5 separate regions of the Mus musculus genome follow, and all the other regions are linked to region 1. The links are chromatin contacts, called in public ChIA-PET and Micro-C maps. All regions are on one chromosome and are shown on one strand. The core of a region is the stretch at or near the end of the contact, and the rest is flanking DNA. Distances in the headings are between cores, read along the strand shown.

Region 1 (4,181 bases), core at 970-3,469:
ACTAAGAGTTTTCAACGCTTAGGCAAAGAAGGCTGTGGCCATGGCTCAATACTTGGTTGCATCAGACACACTCCACCCTCCCCCAGTGGGAAGTGGGGGAGGGAACGCCAGGTCACCTGAGGACAGCTCACAACTCTGACCTCTTAATCTATAAGGTTTCAATCAACAAAGTTTATACACCTTCAATAAAAACTAGAGGAATCTAAGATAGTATGTTCCTGTGGACAGAGCGGGAACTCTCCACCGCTGTGGAATCCCATCCAGCACTGTGGATTACTTCCGCGTGTATTTCCGGAGGGCTCCCTAAATTAGTGGCAGTCAACACTCTCAGGTTCTCGACCTCATTTTAATCTTCAATTCTTTTTCATGTCCAGACATTGGCTTTTAACTTCAGTTGGTGTCAGGACAGCTCTGACCCTGACCTTGCTGATAATATATATGCTGTGTTCTCGAGCTGGAAAAAACAGATGGTATCTGAAGACCTCACAGAGTAGTGATTCCCCCCCAACCCCAGGTCTTCATGACCCTCACCCTCTACCAGGCCCTGGAAACTTTGGGGAGGGGGGCCTGAATCATATTTTCCTCGGTTGTTTATTAAGTAAACAGCCCTTACCCTTACTGAGACCAGACTCCACGCTCTGCCGGGACTCTTTCCACACTCGAGCACTGAGCGAGTGTATTAGGTGCTCAGTGAACGCTGTGTGGGTGGGATTTTATTATTTAAATGGCCAGGGAAAGTTTCCGGATATCAGTGCTTCACGTCTATATCTCTTTCAAAAAAAAATAACAAAAACAAAAAAACTCACGTCTTCACAGCTGTCTTGACCAATACAAAATAAAAACTAAAAGAAAACTTTCAAAGTCACGGAGAAGGAAATTGTGGGAGGAAAGAAACCAAACAGGAGCCCCCAAAGTCTCAAGTCAGGGCTCCGGTTCGGCGAGGACGCCCAATACTTGGTCTCATCTCTTCGCCTTCTGCTCCCATTTCTTTACCCTGCTTTTTCTTTCCAGCAATCCTACCTCCCCACTCTCTGCCACGCACACCCCAGCTGCATGGGAACCGCGAGACCTTATACCCCAACCCTCTCCAGAGGGGACCTACCTCTCCTCCCCTCGACCCGAAGCAGTTCTCCTTCACTGCGGATGGCTTAAAAAAAAAAATCAAAGAACAACAACAAAAAAATCTCATTTCCTTATCTGTTAGGGATACCCCACATAAAGGGGGACAGAGACAGAGTGTCCCCCATCGACCCTCCAGTAACTGGAGGTGACAGTCCTCTGGGAAGGCACCCCAGTTCTCCTCTTTTTCAAGCCCCTAAACCAGAATCAAGCAGAAGTCCCGTTCCCAAGAGCCCACGCTTCCAAACAAGCTAGAAGCGGATTATACCGGTACCCAACCCGGAGATGGCCCGCGGCGCGCAGGGTGCACCTGCGGCCCCAGTGCCCTCCCCCCGGGCGCGGAGGGCGGGGCGCAGGGCTCCCCTCCCTTCCCCGCCCCAACCCGCGAGCACCCCGAGTGGCCCACCCGGAGCGGGACGGAGGCGGATGGGGAAGCGTTTCTGCAGAAGTTCAAGGGCTCCTCTCGCCGGCTCCGGGCCAACCAGGCCAGACACCAGACACCCACCTCCTGGAGGACTCGGAGCCACCGCGATAGGCAATCTCCGCCCCTGCGTTCGCGCGCACGGAGGCCGAGGCGGGAGCGCGGCAGCCGGCACCCGGCCCGCGCAGGGCCCAAAGCGAAACAATGTCCCAGCACGGGGTGGGGGGGCTTGGTCGCACTCCCCGCCCCAGGGTCCCGAAGCCCTCCGGAGTTCCCGATCGCAGCCCCGGGAGCAGCCGTGCTCCCCCGCGGCGCCGAGAGGCCGGACGTCTGCGCGCCCCGGGGCCGCTCCACCTGCGCCCTCCCGGCCAGGGTGGACCGACGCGCACCCACCTTCGCGGGCAGCCCGGGCCGCGCGTGCGGGAGCTTAGGCGGAGGCGGGAGGCGGCGGCATCACCTGCGGCGGGCGGCGGCTGCACCGGGACGCGCCCCGGAGGCGCGCGGCGCCCTGGACCCTGAGTCCGCGGCCCCGCCCGCGGCTGCCACCTCTAAGCGCGGCGGAGGAGCCGGGGCACCCCGGGCGGCGGCAGCGGCGGCGACGGGAGCAGCAGCACATGACTCTGTAACGAGGGGAATTAGACAAAGCGTAACATGGACTCCAGGCCCGTGCAGGCGCCGCAGCTCTGGGACCAACCGCAGCCTGCGAGCGCCGCGACTGGCCGGGTCGCAGCCAATGGGGCGGGCCCGGGCCTCCATGTGATTGCCTGCTCTGGGCCCGCGCACCCCGCCGCGCCTGCCTAGGGGGTCGGTCCGGCTGACCCGAGGGGCTGGGTGGCCGGGAGGTGACCGGGATTCTGGGCTGGCTGCTTGAAGCTCAGCAGGTGCACGAGGCGGAGAAGAATGGCCGCCGAACGTCGCCGGAGGCGCAGAGCTTATCTCTTTCAAGCGCACCTGGGCAGGGCATGGTGCCAGGCTGTCTGTTCCCTTGAAGCAACCGGGCTGGGCCGGGAAGCTTCGTCTGTGTTGCAGTTTCAGGAGGCTGTTCTGACCACTAAAAGCTGATCGTTGAGATTGGGAGAACGGGTGCGGGGTAGGCATTAAAAAGTCATCCAGTGCCTTCCAACTGGGAAAAAGCAATTACCTGGGATTCAGGGCTCGTGCACCTAACTTAATGTCTGCGCAAACAGATTTCTCTGCTAACAATGCCTTATCTCGTACGTTTTATTTTCAGCTGAATCGGGACCTCCCTGGTCCCAGTCGTTTAAGCCAAAAACGTCGTGCGTACGAAACAGGCACTTGGGAAGTTGTTCTAAAAAAAGTTTCCCAACTCGATAGCTTTCCGGTGTGTTTTTGTTGCCGTGCGGGTGAAGTTTCCTTAGTGTTCTTTTTTTTTTTTTTTCCTCTGTGGAGAGATGAGGGCCAGGACACCAAGTCAGTCAGGGTAATTATTTTAGTTCAATCAAAACAAACGATTCCTCCCCATACTTCAGTATCTCCTTTCATCTGAAACCTCACGCTTCTGGGAACTCATGCCCAAAAAGATGCCCTCCAGATTCATTTATCATCCAACGCTCTTAAAGAAGGCCAGGATCCTACAGAGAGAGGCAAAAAGGAAAATGTTTTTCTGGGCTCCCAGATGGTGACAGTGGCCCCTAAAAGGTAGAAGTAGGCCGCCCAGACATGGAAGAAGAGGCCAGGCCTTGAGGGCCAACACCCTCCCGCTGAGCAGCCCCAGGCAGTTTTAGATGGAACCTCAGCCTTTTGTTTGCTTCCCGGACCCTCCCGGACTGCAGCCTCTCCAATTCCCTACACCCTGCCAAGGAGGAAGTGCGTGGGCAGCCAGTGTGTGGCAGGTGATGTAATTACAGCCCTGGGTTTGCTGATCTAGGAGGTTAGAGGTTTTCATGCTCCTGACAACTAATGGTGGGACGGCTGGATGAAAAATGTCCTGCTGTTAAAATCAGTTTAGAAAAGTTTCTCCCTTTGCAGAACCACCACTTGCTTTTTCTATCATCTTTTTTTTTTTTCAAGCTGATTCTAGAGGTTTGTGGTTTTTTTATGGTTTTATTATTGGTATAAATTAAAAGGTAGGCCAGGCAGTGGTGGCTCACACCTTTAATCCCAGCATTTGTGAGGCAGAGGCAGGCGGATTTCTTGAGATCGAGGCCAGCTTGGTCTACAGAGTGAGTTCCAGGGCAGCCAGGGCTATACAGAGAAACCCTCTCTCGAAAAACCAACCAAACAAAATCTCAGCACTAGACTGGAGTCAGGAGAAGGATCAAGATTACCCTCAGCTACATAACCAGTTTGAGGCCAGCATGGGTGACATGAGGTCCTGTTTCAAAAAACACTCTCACCCAAGCCCCCCAACCCCCTCCAAATATTGGTATAAATAGAGAAAGCAAAGAACTGATCAGCCAGCCTGTGTGCACACCACAGAGAGAGAACACATTGTCACATGCTGAATGTGAGATCAAGTTTGACAAATTCTTCTGAAATACAATTTGGAAATTGTGTTTTCTTTTTGAGACCAGGTCCCCTGAAGGCCAGGCTGACCTTGAACTCCTGATTTCACCTCCAGCTCTTGCTGAAGTTGCAGGAAAGTGAGTCACCATGCCCAGCCAAAACGTGAGGAAAAAAA
Region 2 (4,181 bases), core at 891-3,390, 1.0 Mb before region 1:
ACGGTTGTGAATCACCGTGTGTTTGCTGGGATTTGAACTCAGGACCTCTGGAAGAGCAGTCAGTGCTCTTAACCGCCGAGCCATCTCTCCAGCCCCCTTGATTGCTTTCTATCTCATGTATTCAGCAGTGTCTCTTGCTGAACCAAGAGCATTTAGTGAGTCTGGCTAGCCAGCTTGCTGTAAGGATCCCTGTCTCTGAGCCTCACAGGCTACAGTTACAGACCTGATGTCATGTCCATCCAGCTCTTACAAGAGTTCTGGAATCTGAACTCCATCTAGTCTTCACACTGAACAGTGCGCTTTGCCCCCTGGGCCATCTCCCCAGTTCAATTAAACTTTAGATATATTTTATAGGAAAGTATTTGCATACTGAGTCTATTTTCTGTTTTATGAGGTTATTTATTCGTTTATTTATTTATTTTTCTCAACAGGATTTCTTTGTGTAGCCCTAGCTATTCTGGAAGTCTCTTTATAGACGAGGCTAGCCTCAAATTAGCAATTCCCCCACCTCCATAGTGCTGGGAATAAAGGTACTCACCACCGTGCCTGACTCTCATGAGAGCTTTTGTTTATAATTTTAAAAGCTTTATGTTTTTAACCTCCCCACTCCCTACTAAGATGAAAGTAGACTCTTTTCTTAGAACTATGGAAACTCATTTATTCAACACTTTATATAATCTGAATACACACACACACACACACAAAGTATCTGGAGATCCCATACATCGATATATTTTATATATCTGAAATGTGCCCTGAAGTATGCAAGGCTTGGTTCCAGGTGATAGGCCTTTGAGTTCTGCAGGTTAACAGACCTGGTGGGTCAGGAGACATGGCTCACTGGCCAAGAGTACCTTATGTGCTTGCTGGGGACTCAGGATCAGGTCCCTTGTGATATTTCCACATGATGGCCTGTCATTTGCAGCTCCAGTTTCAGGTCCTTCCTGAGGCTCATTTGGACTCTGTGGTACCAGGCATGAAGCATGCGGTGCACAGCCATACATTCAAGCAAAACCCAAACTCATGAGATGAGAATAAGTCTCTAAAGTGCATCTCCTCCAAGCAGTTGGCTGAAAATGGACACAGATTTATTTGTTGTGTATCTATCTATTCGTATATATGAAGGAAAGCTTTCATTTTGAAACAGCTCAACAGTCTAATCTCTCTTTGCCACTTTAGGTTGTAATGAACTTGAACAGGTGACAAGAATGCCTGACACACACACAGCATGAACTCTAGTTGTCAGCAGTTACTAGCAAGCGAAATAATTAGAGTGGATAGTGAAATGTTCGTTCTTTGGGATACATTTGCTGCTTCTGAAGGCACCGTTTTTCAGGAAAGATACTCCCATTCTTGACAAATAAATGTAATTATGGTGTATTCCTGTGAATGTTAATAATATCTCGAAGGCTTGGAGGTGCATAGTTCATGATTACTGCTTAACTACTAAAAAACGTTTTAAAGTTTTTCATGAGAAAAAGTTCAGCGAAACCAAAGAATTTAGTAAGGCAGGCCCATCAGAGTATTCTAGAACGTTTAGCTCACCTTCAACAGGTTAGGAACTTGTTGACTCGGTTCAAAAGCAAAGCGAATACCTCTAATTAGTGCGCTGCTTCCCTCAGAAGCCCATGGCTGAATGCTTGTTAAAAGGGAGATTTAGAAGACCCTCTGGGGAATCTATTGATTACCTGAAGAGTTAACCAGCATTTCTGACGTCTCTTTGCATGACTCCAATTTGGACAATCAAGGCATGTTCCTTAGTGCAGAATCTGCCCTTGCAGAGTCCAAGGAACCCAAATCCGGGCCTTCTTTTTGGGTGTCTTGTCTGGGTAACTGAATTTCTATACCTGATGCTTTTGCCACCTGGCCTGTTTAACATCATAAAACCTGTCTGTGCCAGTTCTCCAAGGTAGGCCTGATATATGTTGCTGGTTCTTTCAACAGCTGGAAAAGGGAACAGGTTTTTGGCAAACTAGCGATTGCAGACACCAGAGATGGGCCTATTCCACCTTAAAGGGCCTAGGCATTCCTGGTACTTGGGTCTTGCAGAGTTTGGTCGCCACCATATTTGGAGCGTGCCTACTTTGGGGCGGGAACCTCCTCCGGAGTGGTTAGGTCACCGCTGGGGGAGGTGACCTTGTTTGGTTTTGGCACGGGAGAGCAGCGGTGCAGCGTTGCTGCCGCCCCCCGTGGGTCTGATTGGCACGGGAGCTCCGGCGGCCCGAGAGCACGGGCGCGCCTCGCTGGCTTCCCCCGGCGGCCGGCGGCCAGGCAGAGGCGGGAAAGCCGCGCGCCTGCGCCGTGGGAACCGAGGCCGGAGGCGAGAAGCGGGGAGCGGAGGGGGCCGTTGGAGCCGAGTAGCGTACAGAGCGGCGTGTGACGCGGGGACGCCGCGCGCTCCCAACGTCGCCCCGGTTTGACGCACACGGCACCAAACTGTGAGTTTCGGGGGTCTTATTCGGTCGGATTAGCCCCGGCCCCGGCCGCGTTTCGGACGTCCGGGCTGAGGCGGTGGCGGGACTGAGGGTGGCGGAAGAAGTTGTGGGGGGACCCGGCCCGCGGCGCTCGGGCCCGGGGAGCTACGCCCTAGGCTGGCTCCCAACCCTCGGAAAGGACGCGTTTTGCCGCACAGGCTAAGATGGCGGCTGCTGCCGAGGAGGCGGAGTTGCTGCTGCACAAGGAGCCCGGGCCGCGGGGTCCGGGAGGCGGCGGTCGCGGGGGGCCGCGGAACCTTAGGTGAGCGGCGGCGGCCGCCGCGGGGCGGGACTCGGAGGCGGGCGCGCGGGGCGGGGGGTGCCTTTCCGCTGCGGCGGCGGCGGATCCGGTGGCGGACACAAAGGGGCCGAGCCGGGCTCTGGACTCGGGGGGTTTTGTTTAGTCACATGTAGCGGAGCAGCCAGTGAGCGGTAGGGGGAAGGGGGCCGAGACCCGGAGGTCCGGGGAGCCCTGCGGTCGCCATTGTAACTCCCCGAGTAACGGGGGCGGTCCGAGAGCAGTCAGGCGGCGCCCCGTGCGCGGCTAGGCTACTCTGTCCGGGCCTGTAGCCCCGGCCCTGGAGGTAACTGTCCACACCCCTCCCCTGACTTTGGGACCAGAGCGCATAGCCTTCCCCTTCTTCCCACTGGTCTGCAACATCTTGTGCCGCTAAGTGCCTGAGAAGTAACTCCAAGAGGTAAAAAAAAAAGAAAAAAAAAGAAAAAAAAACACTCGAAGTGTTTGGGTGGCCACGGGGCTTGGTGGGTATCTAGCTAAAGCTTTTTGCCTCTCCAGGTCTGATTCCCTGGCCTTTGTGTCCCTGGGAGCTTAATCTCTGCCAGAGGAAAGCAGGTGTGTGCTCCGTCCACTCCTCCCGAGAACATGAAGATGAGTTGTCCCAGACCCTTCCCCGTGATTGGAAACTTAGGTGGTTTCTTGTTGCGAGACTTCCACAGACGACTCTCGTGTTGGGATCCATCCATGGTTTAGCGACATTAGTGGAAAAGTTCTCTTCAACTGTTAAAATAATACTGACTTAAATGTAGTTGTTATAAAACTTTCGTATTAGCTTTCAAATTTTATGTGATAAAACTCAACGAGGGGATGCCCACGGCTTGTGGCCCTGAAATGATGTTGGTCCTGTTGTGTGCACAAGTTAATTTCCACAGAAGTATCCAAACACCATCACGTGTTGTGGCCAGTCCTGACTGATGCCAAGTTTACTGCATCTGGGAGATGTGTTGGATTTGCCTTAATCGTGTTGTAGTTTAGTTAATTTTGGCCCCACGAAGGAAAGTGTTTCAGAACCTAAACAACTAAAGTTCCCCAGATCAAGAAAACCTGCTTCAGGGCCATGTGTAAGTATCTAGGGAACTAGGTGTCAGCTATACAGCTGTACCTTATTTCCAGTAGGTTTGGTAAGAAAGAAATGGAGATTCTATATTGAAGTTATAATTCAGTGTAGACCTTTAAACTGGTGAAACCTGAGTGCTTGACTGGTACTAATGCAGTTTGTATGTTGCTGTTGAAAATATGGCTGTAAAAAGTTTTAAGTACTTTATATTGTGTTTGCATCATGCATTGTATTTCAAGTAATACTGAAGTGTGAATTCCAAAAGAGCTGGTGCCTTGTATGTGCCATTAATATAATCACATGAAGGAATATTACACCTTTAGATCTTTGAATTTTTTTTTTTTTCTTTTTT
Region 3 (4,181 bases), core at 865-3,364, 650 kb after region 1:
TAAGGCAGAATAGAATAAATTGTTTCCCAATACATTAAGAATATTTTACAAATAAAAATATTCTAGTTCTCAACCAAAAAAAAAATTCAAATTCAGGGCCTAAGGAGATGCCTTATTCATGAACTGTTTGTTATGCATGCATGAGGGTGTTAATTTGGATCTGCAGTGAAAAGCTGGGCATGGCAATGTGCGCTCTTAATCCCAAGGCTGGGGTGAGGTCAGAGACAGCAAAGCCCTGAGGCTCACTAGTCAGCTAGTATAGCAAAGCAGTGAGGTCCTGATTCTGTAAAAGATATTTCAAAAAAACCAAAAAATCAGAGAGCAATAGAGGAAGACACCCAATGTCAACTGCAGACATCAGCAAATATGCAGAGGTGCACTTACGCAGGCTCACACACACATGTGCAAACACAAATACCCACACACACATATGTGCACACACACACACAAACACATGTCTCTCTCTTTCTCAATATAATACAGAAGAGAAACACAGGGAAAGGAACACACAGGTTTATCCTGATGTTTTGTAGATTCAGTTGAGTGCTGAAGTGAACAAAAGGCTTTAGCAAGTGTTAGAGAGAGCCCTGCTCCTGCTGCTCCCCTCAATCCTGTCTCAGCAGTGCCACTCAACTGACAAGAACTGGACACATCCCTGCTCTGTTCCAGACCAGAGACTCCCCTGGCCTTAGTGGAATCCAAGAACCTGCTGACATGAACTTCTTCCCAGTCCTGGTGTGGACTCTGTGTGTGTTCTACCTGGGCCTGCAAATGGGTGGCCATGTGGACCCAACAGATGAATAGGGGGAGAGTTCACTGAAGTAGAATTAAGGTACCAGTTTACCTCCATGCTGCTGACCTGCTCCTTTGTCCCTTTATCACTCTGAGTTCTGCACCAAATGTCTAGGAGAGTAAATTAAGGACCCTGAAGCTAGGTGCCTGGATATGGCCCAGTCTCTGAGGGGTACTCCCTTGTTTAATCCTTCCTGTGAAATCACAATGGATCGCTCTGCAGCTCCCTGCCCCCCCCCCCCCCGCTTTGTGTTTCATCCTTTACAAATGGTGTTCAATCTCCCATCAGAGACAAAGTTCAGATCCCAAACTGGCTGCCTTCCTAAGGGCTCAGAAAATAAAGCTTTCATTTTTAAGCTTCCATCTCAGAAGTGAGTTTTCTTAGCTTCTACCCTGAACACAACTCCTACTTACTATTCTTTAATTACTTCTTTAAAATCAGTTTTTAGATCAACTGTTGTGTTTTCTGAAAAAGAAAAAGAAGCCAGGGATATGTGTGGTGGAGGCGTGGTATGTTGAGGTGGTAGGTGGTGTCTCAGAGGGCACATGCTGAGGAATCCTGTCCTCCTGAAGTACCAGCCACACAATTGTATAGTATAGAATAGAGTTTATTTTAGACATGAAGAGGGGATTTGAGAGGGTAGTAGAGACAGAGAAAAAGGAAGGGAGGAAGCAGGGAGAGGAATGGAGAAGAAAGAGGGTAAGAAAGGAAGAGAGGAAGATTTCAGGGAGAGAGATTGAGGGGGGGGGGGCAGAGTGGACAAGCAGCCCTTTTTATAGTGAGTCATGTCCACCTGGCTGTTGCCAGGTAACTGTGGGGCAGAGTCCAGAAGAAATGGCAACAGTGATGGTTCCTGTTTTAGAAAACACAGGTTTAAAACATTAAAGCTCTTCGCTCAAGAAGCACCTGGAATTTCCCCTGAGAGAAGCACACTTGCAATCCTCCCAGATTGTGTCATTTCCACTGATGGGGCCCTGGGTTTACTGTGCTTTATCTGTGCCTAGAAGGCTGGAGGAAACTGGAGATGGGTTCCAAAGAAAGAGAATGTAAACTCTTTCCACAGTGGAGGCCTGCTGTCCCTTGGCTGCAACACAGTTTCTCACTGGCTTTTTCTGACACTAAGCATCCTCTGACCTCCCCTTCCAGTCTTGGGCAAGTTAACAATGCCTTGGTTTACTTTACTTTCAATTTTGTTTTTGCTGCTGCCTGTGTGAGTGTGTGTGTGTGTGTGTGTGTGTGTGTGTGTGTGTGTGTGTGTGTGTGTGTGTGGTCAGCTCACATAAAGGAGGAGCAAAGAGAGCAGGAAGTGAGGAGAGCAGAAGTGAGCCTGAGGAGGCAGCAGCAGCTGAGAACTGCACTTGGACCTGTGCTGTGGGACCAGGTATATTTACTTTTCCTTTCTTTAAGGAGCAACTTAGTCTGGACCCCAGCTTGATTTCCAAGTCAAAGTGGCAACTGAGGGAGGGGGAAGGGAGGCGGGTTCTGTGCTCTCTGGTCTGCAGGGGGCTGTGGCTGGCTTTAGGTCTAGGAGGTGAGTTTCTTTCCTCTGACAAAGGACAGATACAAAGTGGCAGCCTGACACTCCTGGCTGCCCTGCTCTGTTGGTGAAGCTGTGGGAAGAGCCCTGGTCCTGCCTCAGCTGGGACCACAGCTACAGCTCCTGCCCTGGTTCACAGCCAGATGAATGTCTTTCTGTGGAGGAACCTTGTGAAGAAAATTCAGCAAAAGGGCTTGGCAAACATCTATTTGGACATAAACTTAGTTTCTTCCTGACGTACTTTTTATTAAGTTTAGTAAGTAGATAGCAAAGTTGTCTCTTGATATTTAGTTTTTGTTTTGTTTTGTTTTCTTTTTTTGGAGGGGGTGGGGGAGATATAGAGATCCCATGGGCTCTATGCATTTTGTTTGGGCTGCTCTTCTTATCTCATTAATGGGTCTAAGCTGCAGAGAGACTGTCTTGTGGAATCAAGTGACTTCTGGGGATTGTACACATTCTCTGCCCTTGGCATAATGTCCTCTTGCTTATCTGGGACTGAGGGCAGGGGAGGCAGGTTATGTGTTGTCTGGCCTGCAGGGGTCTGTGGCTGGCTTTAAGTCTATGAAGGTCTATGAAGTTGGGTAAAGTAATTAATTGTATTCCCTTCTCTGGCTGAAGAATATTCTATTGTGTGTGCTATCAGACTGTGTTAATGTATGCATCTATTGGTGATCTGTTGATGGGAGACTGGGCTGTTTCCACATTGTGGGTATTGTAAACACAACTGCGATGAACAACACAGATCAAAGGTCCATCCAAGTCCTTGTTTGCTAGTTTGTTTGTGTTGTAATCAAATAAGAGTTGTTAGATCATATGAAACTATTCATTTTCTCAGAAGCCATGACTGTTTTCCCTGAGGGAATATTCTGTGTTTTTAGCTGCAGAGTACAGACACCTGAGTTGTTTAAATTCCAGGTGACATGTATTCATTTTTGCATTGTGTGGTAGCTATCCTGATGAGTATGAAGTGATGCCTTGTGGTTTGATTGGGACTTCCTCAATGTTTGTCACAGGGTCTGAAGAATTATTGAGGAACAATATCATGTAGCTCTTAAAATAACCTAGTCCGTGCTGATGCAAACATCAGCAAAACTAAGCAATTAATTTCAAATGATATATATGTTAGCCCAAAGCAAACCTCAGCCTCAGTGAGTTATAAGAAGCCAAATCACACACGATCATGTGACTCTAGACTCTGACACCAGGTTCTCCAGCCTGGCAAAGCAGAAATCATGTAAAGAAAAGTTTATTTTGCATCCAATGTTTCCCTAATATAGCCTGATTGACATTCTATCCTAGGAACTAAAGACACTAAACCATTCACTATGGTACTTCCCTGTTTGTACACTGCATCTTTTTCAAATAATTTTTTCTTAACTTCTATAGTTCTCTTGTGCCAGATGATTAGCAATATTGAATATTATCTTGTGTGCTCTTGGATGTTTGCAGGCCTTTTCTGCAGATATATCCATCTCCTCAGCAATTTTCTCAGTTTAGAACTGACTTGTCTATGATGAGTTGTAAAGGAACTTTATTACACATGTGATTTACAGGTCGTCTTCACCCATTCTTGAGTTGCCCTTTTACTTTCTTTATAGAATGCTCTGGTGCACAACGGTTCTTAATCTTACAAAGTCTGTTTTCTCTATTTATTTGCTCATGTTGAGGTTTTATTTTCATGTTCAAGAAATAATCTTTACTTGAAACACAAGTTAGGTAAAACTGAGATCAGGTTAGCCCCAGGTTAGCCTGTTGCAATTAAGCTCTGTGTTGCTTCCTGCAGACAGGACCTGTGTCAGGTAGGGTGCAGGTAGGCACTAAAAAGTCTAACAAGGACACATGTAATTCCCA
Region 4 (4,181 bases), core at 625-3,124, 590 kb after region 1:
AGATTGAGGGTCTTCAAGGCACATCCATTCCAAAAGCCACACCCACAAAGCCACACCTACTCCAACAAGGCCACACCTCCTAACAGTACCACTCCCTGGGCCTGGCACATACAAACCATCACACTGGTAGAGGCAGTACTTACTTGGGTAGGAATGATGAAAACGAGGCCTAAAACACTGTACCACTGCTTAGTGTAACTCCCTTTCGCTCATCCTCAGGAGGCAACGCCAGAGCTGAAAGCTTCAACAGGTCCACAGAGTATAAATTTATACTCTCCAGATGGAAATGTTCTGTCTTTGACCACCCAGTATTTAAAAAAAATATTCTATGGCATAGTTACCTGACAACAATCATGGTACAAACATTCTACAGTAACTCAATGTTTTCTGCTCTTACATCTTCACTAGTATAAGTCTTAGGACCAGGAGTCAAGGTCAGAGGATTTGTGAGTCTCCTTTTTAAGTCATATTCTGGTGTGGTACTGTGCATTGAGTATTTCATTGTCGCACATTATTTGGTACTTTTGTTTCTTTCTATACAGAAATAGGTATTTGATAATATTCATGATGAATAGAGAGAGAGTTCACTGAAGTAGAATTAAGGTACCAGTTTACCTCCATGCTGCTGACCTGCTCCTTTGTCCCTTTATCACTCTGAGTTCTGCACCTAATGTCTAGGAGAATAAATTAAGGACCCTGAAGCTAGGTGCCTGGATATGGCCCAGTCTCCAAGGGGTACTCCCTTGTTTAATCCTTCCTGTGAAAACACAATGGATCACACTCTGCAGCTCTCCCCACTGCTTTGTGTTTCATCCTTTACAAATGGTGTTCAATCTCCCATCAGGGACAAAGTTCAGATCCCAAACTGGCTGCCTTCCTAAGAGCTCAGAAAATAAAGCTTCATTTTTAAGCTTCCACCTCTGAAGTGAGTTTTCTTAGCTGCTACCCTGAACACAACTCCTACTTACTATTCTTTAATTACTTCTTTAAAAACAGTTTTCAGAACAACTGTTGTGTTTTCTGAAAAAGAAAAAGAAGCCAGGGATATGTGTGGTGGAGGTGGGGTATGGTGAAGTGGAAGGTGGTATGGGGGGTGGGGGCATGCTGAGGCATCCTGTCCTCCTGAGGTACCAGCCACACAATTGTATAGTATAGAATAGAGTTTATTTTGGACATGGACAGGGGATTTGAAAGGGTAGTAGAGACAGAGAAAGAGGAACAGAGAGAGGGAGACAGGAAGCAGGGAGAGGACTTGAGAAAGAAGAGGGTAAGAAAGGAAGAGAGGAAGATCTCAGGGAGAGAGATTGAAAGAGAGAGAGAGAGAGAGAGAGGGAGAGAGAGAGGGCAGAGTGGACAAGCAGCCCTTTTTATAGTGAGTCATGCCCAGCTCGCTGTTGTCAGGAAACTGTGGGACAGAGTCCAGAAAGAAATGGCAACAGTTATGGTTCCTGTTTTAGAAAACACGTTTAAAACATTAAAGCTCTTCACTCAAAAAGCACCTGGAATTTCCCCTGAGAGAAGCACACGTGCAATCCTCCCAGATTGTGTCATTTCCACTGATAGGGGTCTGGGTTTACTGTGCTTTATCTGTGCCTAGAAGGCTGAGGAAACTGGAGATGGGTTCCAAAGAAAGAGAATGTAAACTCTTTCCACAGTGGAGGCCTGCTGTCCCTTGGCTGCAACACAGTTTCTCACTGACTTTTCTGACACTAAGCATCCTCTGACCTCCCCTTCCAGTCTTGGCCAAGTTAACAATGCCTTGGCTTACTTTACTTTCAGTTTTGTTTCTGCTGCATCCTGTGTGTGTGTGTGTGTGTGTGTGTGTGTGTGTGTGTGTGTGTGTGTGTGTGGTCAGCGCACATAAAAGAGGAACAAAGAGAGCAGGAGGGAGGAGAGCAGAAGTGAGCCTGAGGAGGCAGCAGCAGCTGAGAACTGCACTTGGACCTGTGCTGTGGGACCAGGTATATTTACTTTTCCTTTCTTTAAGGAGCAACTTAGTCTGGACCTCAGCTTGATTTCCAAGTCAAAGGGGCAACTGAGGGAGGGGGAAGGGAGGCAGATTATGAGCTCTCTGGTCTGCAGGGGGCTGTGGCTGGCTTTAGGTCTAAGAGGTCAGTTTCTTTCCTCTGACAAAGGACAGATACAAAGTTGTAGCCTGACACAGCTGGCTGCCCTGCTCTGTTGGAGAAGCTGTGGGAAGAGCCCTGGTCCTGCCTCAGCTGGGACCACAGCTACAGCTCCTGCCCTGGTTCACAGGCAGCTGTAGTCAGAGGGAAGTCTTTCTGTGGAGGAACCCTGTGAGGAAAATTCAGCACAAGAGCTTGGCAAACCTCTATCTCGAAATAACTTAGTTCCTACCTCACTGACTTTGAATTAAGTGTAAGAAAATAGTCCAGTTCTCTCTTGATGTTTATGTTGTATGAGATGTAGAGATCACGTAGTGCTATGTGCATTTTGTTTGGGCTGCTAGTCTTATTTCACATGGAACTAAGCTGCAGAGAGCCTGGTTTCTGGAATTAAGTGATGTCACCTGTATCTAACGTCTTAGGATTTTGCACATTCTCTTTTCTTGGCATAATGTCTTCATGCTCATGTGGGACTAAAGACAGGGCAGGGGAGGTAGGTTACTGTGTTGTCTGGTCTGCAGGGTCCATGGATAGCCTTAAGTATATGAAGGTCTATAAAGTAGTGTGCAGTAGAATTTTATTCCTTTTTTTTTTTTTTTTTTTTTGCTGAATAACATTCTATTGTGCATGCTATCAGACTGTGTTAATGTATGCATCTGTTGGTGATCTGTTGGTGGGAGACTGGGCTGTGTCCACATTGTGGGTATTGTAAATACAGATGCTATGATCAATACAGCTCAAAGGTCCATCCAAGTCCTTGTTTTCTAGTTTGTTTATGTTGTAATCAAAGAAGAGCTTTTAGGTCAAACATAACTATATATTATCTCAGAAGTCAGGACTGTTTCCTGTGAGGTAATATTCTGTGTTCTAGGCTGCAGAGTACAGACACCTGAGTTGTTTAAATTCCAGGTGACATGTATTTGTTTTTGCCTTGTGTGGTAGCTGTCCTTGTGTGTATGAAGTGATGCTTTGTGATTTGATTGGCACTTCCTCACTGTTTTTCAAAGCCACGTTATAATGAACACTGGGTCTGAAGAATTATTGAGCAACAAAACCAAGTAGCTCTTAAAATAACTTCATTTATGCTAAACCTGCAAACATCAGCAAACCTAAGCAAACAATTTCAAATAAATATATATGTTAACCCAAAGCAAGCCTCAGCCTCACTGAGCTATAAGAAGCCAAATCACACATCATCAAGTGACTCTAGAATCTTTTTTTCTTCTTAAATTGGGTATTTTTTACATTTCCATTTCCAATGCTATCCCAAAAGTCCCCCACACACTCCCCCACCCACCCACATCCACTTCTTGGCCTTGTCGTTCCCCTGTACTGAGGCATATAAAGTTTGCACGACTAATGGGCCTCTCTTTCCACTGATGGCTGACTAGGCCATTTTCTGATGCATATGCAACTAGAGACAGGAGCTCCAGGGGGGTACTGGTTAGTTCATATTGTTGTTCCACCTATAGAATTGCAGAACCCTTTAGCTTCTTGGCTACTTTCTCTAGCTCCTCCATTGGGGGCCCTGTGGTCCACCCAATAGCTTACTGCGAGCATCCACTTCTGTGTTTGCTAGGCCCCGACATAGTCTCACAAGAGACAGCTATATGAGGGTCCTTTCAGCAAAATCTTGCTAGTGTATGCAATGGTGTCAGCGTTTGGAAGCTGATTATGGGATGGATCCCCAGATATGGCAGTCTCTAGAAGGTCCATCCTTTCGTCACAGCTCCAAACTTTGTCTTTGTAACTCCTTCCATGGGTGTTTTGTTCCCAATTCTAAGAAGGGGCAAAGTGTCTACACTTTGGTCTTTGTTCTTCTTGAGTTTCATGTGTTTAGCAAATTGTATCTTATATCTTGGGTATCCTAAGTTTCTGGGCTAATATCCACTTATCAGTGAGTACATATTGTGTGAGTTCCTTTGTGATTGGATTACCTCACTCAGGATGATGCCCCCCAGGTCCATCCATTTGCCTAGGAATTTCATAAATTCATTCTTTTTAATAGCTGAGTAGTACTCCATTGTGTAAATGTACCACATTTTCTGTATCCAT
Region 5 (4,181 bases), core at 1,219-3,718, 560 kb after region 1:
TTTATAATCACACAGCATGGGCCTGCTGAGGCACTCCCTCCCACCACATCATAACTCGCTCTATAAAACATATCCTTGGCTTTATAAAACACATCAGTATCTGCTTTCAAACCAAAGAATATATCACCCTATTTCAAAAGAGATAAATTAAACTATGTCTAAAACAATTAAAAAGCAAAGTCAAAGATTTTCTTTCTGCAACTATGGGCTACTTCTGTGAAAGTCTGGAAGGGATATACAAGCCTTCCATCTGACAAACTTGTAGAAATCTCCTTAACTATGTAGGCTCAACTTATTTTGTAGTTTCTGTTTGCTTTGTAGTTTAGAAAGCCCTGTTGGCTCCTATGGCTAAGGTTCTCTGAAAATGAGAGAGCCTGAAGAAGGGAATTTCCAGAATTTATCAGAAACAAACACAGCTCAGTATGAGCATAACTGTTGGCACCCTTGACAAGCCCTCTCCAAAGCAGCTCACTAGAGAGTGCAAGCTGCCTGTGCATCTATGACACCTTGTGGACTCATAAAAATTTCCCTCAACAGAGGAATGGATACAGAAAATGTGGTACATTACACAATGGAGTACTACTCAACAATTAAAAACAATGAATTCATGAAATTCTTGGGCAAATGGATGGATCTAGAGGATATCTGGAGACCTAAGGAGATGCCTTATTCAGTGAACTGTTTGTTATGCAAGCATGGGGAAGTCAATTTGGATCTTCAGTGAAAAGCTGGGCATGGCAGTGTGTGCCTGTCATCCCAAGGCTGGGGTGGGGTCAGAGACAGCAAGGCCCTGAGGCTCACTTGTCAGCTAGAATAGCAAAGCAGTAAGAGGCACTTTTTCAAGACCTCAGCAAATACGTGCATTTGCACACCTGTGCTCACTCACACACACACACACCTCTCTCTCTCTTTTTCTCTTTCTCGATATAATATAGAAGAGAAACACAGGCAAAGGATCATAGAGATTTATCCTGATGTTTTGTAGATTCACTTGAGTGCTGAAGTGAACAAAAGGCTTAAGCAAGTGTTAGAGGCAGCCCTGCTCCTGCTGCTCCCCTCAATCCTGTCTCAGAAGTGCCACTCAACTGACAAGAGCTCCAGACCAGAGACTCCCCTGGCCTTAGTGGCATCCAAGAACCTGCTGACATGAACTTCTTCCCAGTCCTGGTGTGGACTCTTGTGTGAGTTCTACCTGGGCCTGCAAATAGGTGGCCATGCAGAGCTAACAGATGAATAGGGGGAGAGTTCACTGAAGTAGAATTAAGGTACCAGTTTACCTCCATGCTGCTGTCCTGCTCCTTTGTCCCTTTATCACTCTGAGTTCTGCACCAAATGTCTAGGAGAGTAAATTAAGGACCCTGAAGCTAGGTGCCTGGATATGGCCCAGTCTCCAATGGGTACTTCCTTCTTTAATCCTTCCTGTGAAAACACAATAGATCACTCTGCAGCCCCACCCAACACCCTCGCTTTGTGTTTCATCCTTTACAAATAGTATTCAATCTCCCATCAGAGACAAAGTTCAGATCCCAAACTGGCTGCCTTCCTAAGGGCTCAGAAAATAAAGCTTTCATTTTTAAGCTTCCATCTCAGAAGTGAGTTTTCTTAGCTTCTACCCTGAACACAACTCCTACTTACTATTCTTTAATTACTTCTTTGAAAACAGTTTTTAGATGGACTGTTGTGTTTTCTGAAAAAGAAAAAAGAAGCCAGGGATATGTGTGGTGGAGGCGGGGTATGGTGAGGTGGAAGGTGGTGTCTCTGAGGGCTCCTGCTGAGGCATCCTTTCCTCCTGAAGTACCAGCCACACAATTGTATAGTATAGAATAGAGTTTATTTAAGACATGGAGAGTGGAATTTGAGAGGGTAGTAGAGACAAAGAAAGGGGAACAGAGAGAGGGAGGAGGAAGCAGGGAGAGGACTGGAGAAGGAAAGAGGGTAAGAAAGGAAGAGAGGACTATCTGAGCAAGAGAGATAGAGATAGATAGATAGAGAGAGAGAGAGAGAGAGAGAGAGAGAGAGAGAGAGGGAGGGAGGGAGGGAGAGGGGACAGTGATGGTTCCTGTTTTAGAAAACACAGGTTTAAAACATTAAAGCTCTTCACTCAAAAAGCACCTGGAATTTCCCCTGAGAGAAGCACACGTGCAATCCTCCCAGATTGTGTCATTTACACTGATGGGGGCCTGGGTTTACTGTGCTTTATCTGTGCCTAGAAGGCTGGAGGAAACTGGAGATGGGTTCCAAAGAAAGAGAATGTAAATACTTTCCACAGTGGAAGCCTGCTGTCCCTTGGCTGCAACAGAGTATCTCACTGACTTTTCTGACACTAAGCATCCTCTGACCTCCCCTTCCAGTCTTGGCCAAGTTAACAATGCCTTGGTTTACTTTACTTTCAGTTTTGTTTTTGCTGCATCCTGTGTGAGTGTGTGTGTGTGTGTGTGTGTATGTGTGTGTGTGTGTGTGTGGTCAGCGCACATAAAAGAGGAGCAAAGAGAGCAGGAAGTGAGGAGAGCAGAAGTGAGCCTGAGGAGGCAGCAGCAGCTGAGAACTGCACTTGGACCTGTGCTGTGGGACCAGGTATATTTAATATTTACTTTTCCTTTCTTTAAGGAGCAACTTAGTCTGGACCTCAGCTTGATTTCCAAGTCAAAGGGGCAACTGAGGGAGGGGGAAGGGAGGCAGGTTCTGTGCTCTCTGGTCTGCAGGGGGCTGTGGCTGGCTTTAGGTCTAGGAGGTGAGTTTCTTTCCTCTGACAAAGGACAGATACAAAGTTGTAGCCTGACACAGCTGGCTGCCCTGCTCTGTTAGACACACTATGGGAAGAGCTCTGGTCCTTCCTCAGCTGGGACCACAGCAACAGCTCCTGCCCTGGTTCACAGGCAACTGTTGTCAAAGGAACATGTAGGAACCTTGTGCGGAAAATTCAGCACTTGACCTTGGCAAATATTTTTTGGAAATAAACTTAGTTTGTACCTCATCATCTTTTTAAGTTTAGTAAGTAGTCAAGCTCTGTCTTGGTGTTTAGGGTTTGTGTGTGTGTGTGTGTGTGTGTGTGTGTCTGTGTGTCTGTGTGTGTGTGTGTGTGTGTGTGTGATGTAGAGATCACATGGGCTCTCTGCATTTTGTTTGGGCTGCTCTTCTTATCTCATTAAAGGGATTAAGCTGCAGAGAGACAGTGTTGTGGAATCTGTGACTTCTGGGGATTGACACATTCTCTGTCCTTGGCATAATGTCCTCAGGCTCATCTGGGACTGGAGTGCAGAGGAGGGGAGGCAAGTTATGTGTTGTCTGACCTGCAGAGGTCTGTGGCTGGCTTTAAGTCTATGAAGGTCTACAAGGTAGTGTACAGTAGTTAATTTTATTCTCTTCTCTGGCTGAATAATATACAATTTGGTGTGCCATCACATTGTGGTGGGAAACTGGGCTTAATCCACATTGTGGGTATTGTGAACACAGCTACCATGATCATTAAAGATCAAAGGTCCATCCAAGTCCTTTTTGCTAGTTTGTGCTGAAATCAAAGAAGAGCTGTTAGATCAAATGTAACTTTCCATTGTCTTAGAAACCAGGATTGTTTCTCATGAGGAAATATTCTGTGTTCTTAGCTGCAGAGTACAGACACCGGAGTTGTTTAAATTCTGGGTTACATGGATTTGTTTTCCCATTGTGTGGTAGCTGTCCTGATGAGTATGAAGTGATGCCTTGTGGTTTGATTTGGACTTCCTCAATGTTTGTCACAGGGACTGAAGAATTATTGAGGAACAATACCATGTAGCTCTTAAAATAACCTAGTTTGTGCTTAAACTGCAAAGATCAGCAAAACTAAGCAGGTAATTTCAAATAATATATATGTTAGCCCAAAGCAAGCCTTAGCCTCAGTAAGCTCTAAGAAGCCAAATCACACATGATCATGTGACTATAGACTCTTACACCTGGTCCCTCAGCATGGCAAAACAGAAATCATATAATGAAAAGTTTCTTCATTTTGCAACCAATGTTTCCCTAATACATTCTGTAATGGGAACAGAGACACTTCAGCATTCACTCTGGTACTTCACAGTTTGTACATTCTATCTTTTTCAGATAATTTTTTTAATTTAAATTTTTTTGTACAAAGTGATTAGCAATAATGAATATGATCTTGTGTGCTCATGGATGTTTGTAAGCCTTCTCTGCAGAAATAA

The links. A called contact is a pair of places that touch in the nucleus more often than the background predicts. ChIA-PET counts read pairs in DNA pulled down with a chosen protein or histone mark.
Region 2: a contact with region 1 is called in a Micro-C map of embryonic stem cells, with 5 times the contacts expected there. The contact joins the promoter of Zfp644 here to the promoter of Lrrc8d in region 1. A contact is called at or near these places in 2 of 484 Hi-C or Micro-C datasets (both in embryonic stem cells).
Region 3: a contact with region 1 is called in an RNA polymerase II ChIA-PET map of memory CD8 T cells, with 11 read pairs. The contact joins the promoter of Gbp8 here to the promoter of Lrrc8d in region 1. A contact is called at or near these places in 1 of 115 datasets of contacts at active chromatin or transcription factors (memory CD8 T cells) and 1 of 9 other capture datasets (liver).
Region 4: an RNA polymerase II ChIA-PET map of memory CD8 T cells shows a contact between it and region 1, with 21 read pairs. The contact joins the promoter of Gbp9 here to the promoter of Lrrc8d in region 1. A contact is called at or near these places in 2 of 39 promoter capture datasets (embryonic stem cells and pre-B cells) and 1 of 115 datasets of contacts at active chromatin or transcription factors (memory CD8 T cells).
Region 5: a contact with region 1 is called in an RNA polymerase II ChIA-PET map of memory CD8 T cells, with 35 read pairs. The contact joins the promoter of Gbp4 here to the promoter of Lrrc8d in region 1.

What each region holds. Positions count from the first base shown.
Region 1 is chr5:105,698,007-105,702,187 of GRCm38.p6, reverse strand. It overlaps Lrrc8d (leucine rich repeat containing 8D), which reads right to left and starts at 2,219. Exons shown (of 3, transcript NM_001122768.1): 1 at 1,934-2,219. Gm42166 reads left to right here. Exons shown (of 2, transcript XM_017321263.2): 2 at 1,325-4,181. The coding sequence ends at 2,300.
Region 2 is chr5:106,694,789-106,698,969 of GRCm38.p6, reverse strand. Zfp644 (zinc finger protein 644) reads left to right here and starts at 2,140. Exons shown (of 10, transcript NM_001363318.1): 1 at 2,140-2,438; 2 at 3,271-3,327.
Region 3 is chr5:105,051,494-105,055,674 of GRCm38.p6, reverse strand. Gbp8 (guanylate-binding protein 8) reads left to right here and starts at 2,114. Exons shown (of 10, transcript NM_029509.4): 1 at 2,114-2,174.
Region 4 is chr5:105,107,985-105,112,165 of GRCm38.p6, reverse strand. Gbp9 (guanylate-binding protein 9) reads left to right here and starts at 1,874. Exons shown (of 11, transcript NM_172777.4): 1 at 1,874-1,961.
Region 5 is chr5:105,137,873-105,142,053 of GRCm38.p6, reverse strand. It overlaps Gbp4 (guanylate binding protein 4), which reads left to right and starts at 2,468. Exons shown (of 12, transcript NM_001359079.1): 1 at 2,468-2,574; 2 at 3,237-3,335. The coding sequence starts at 3,321.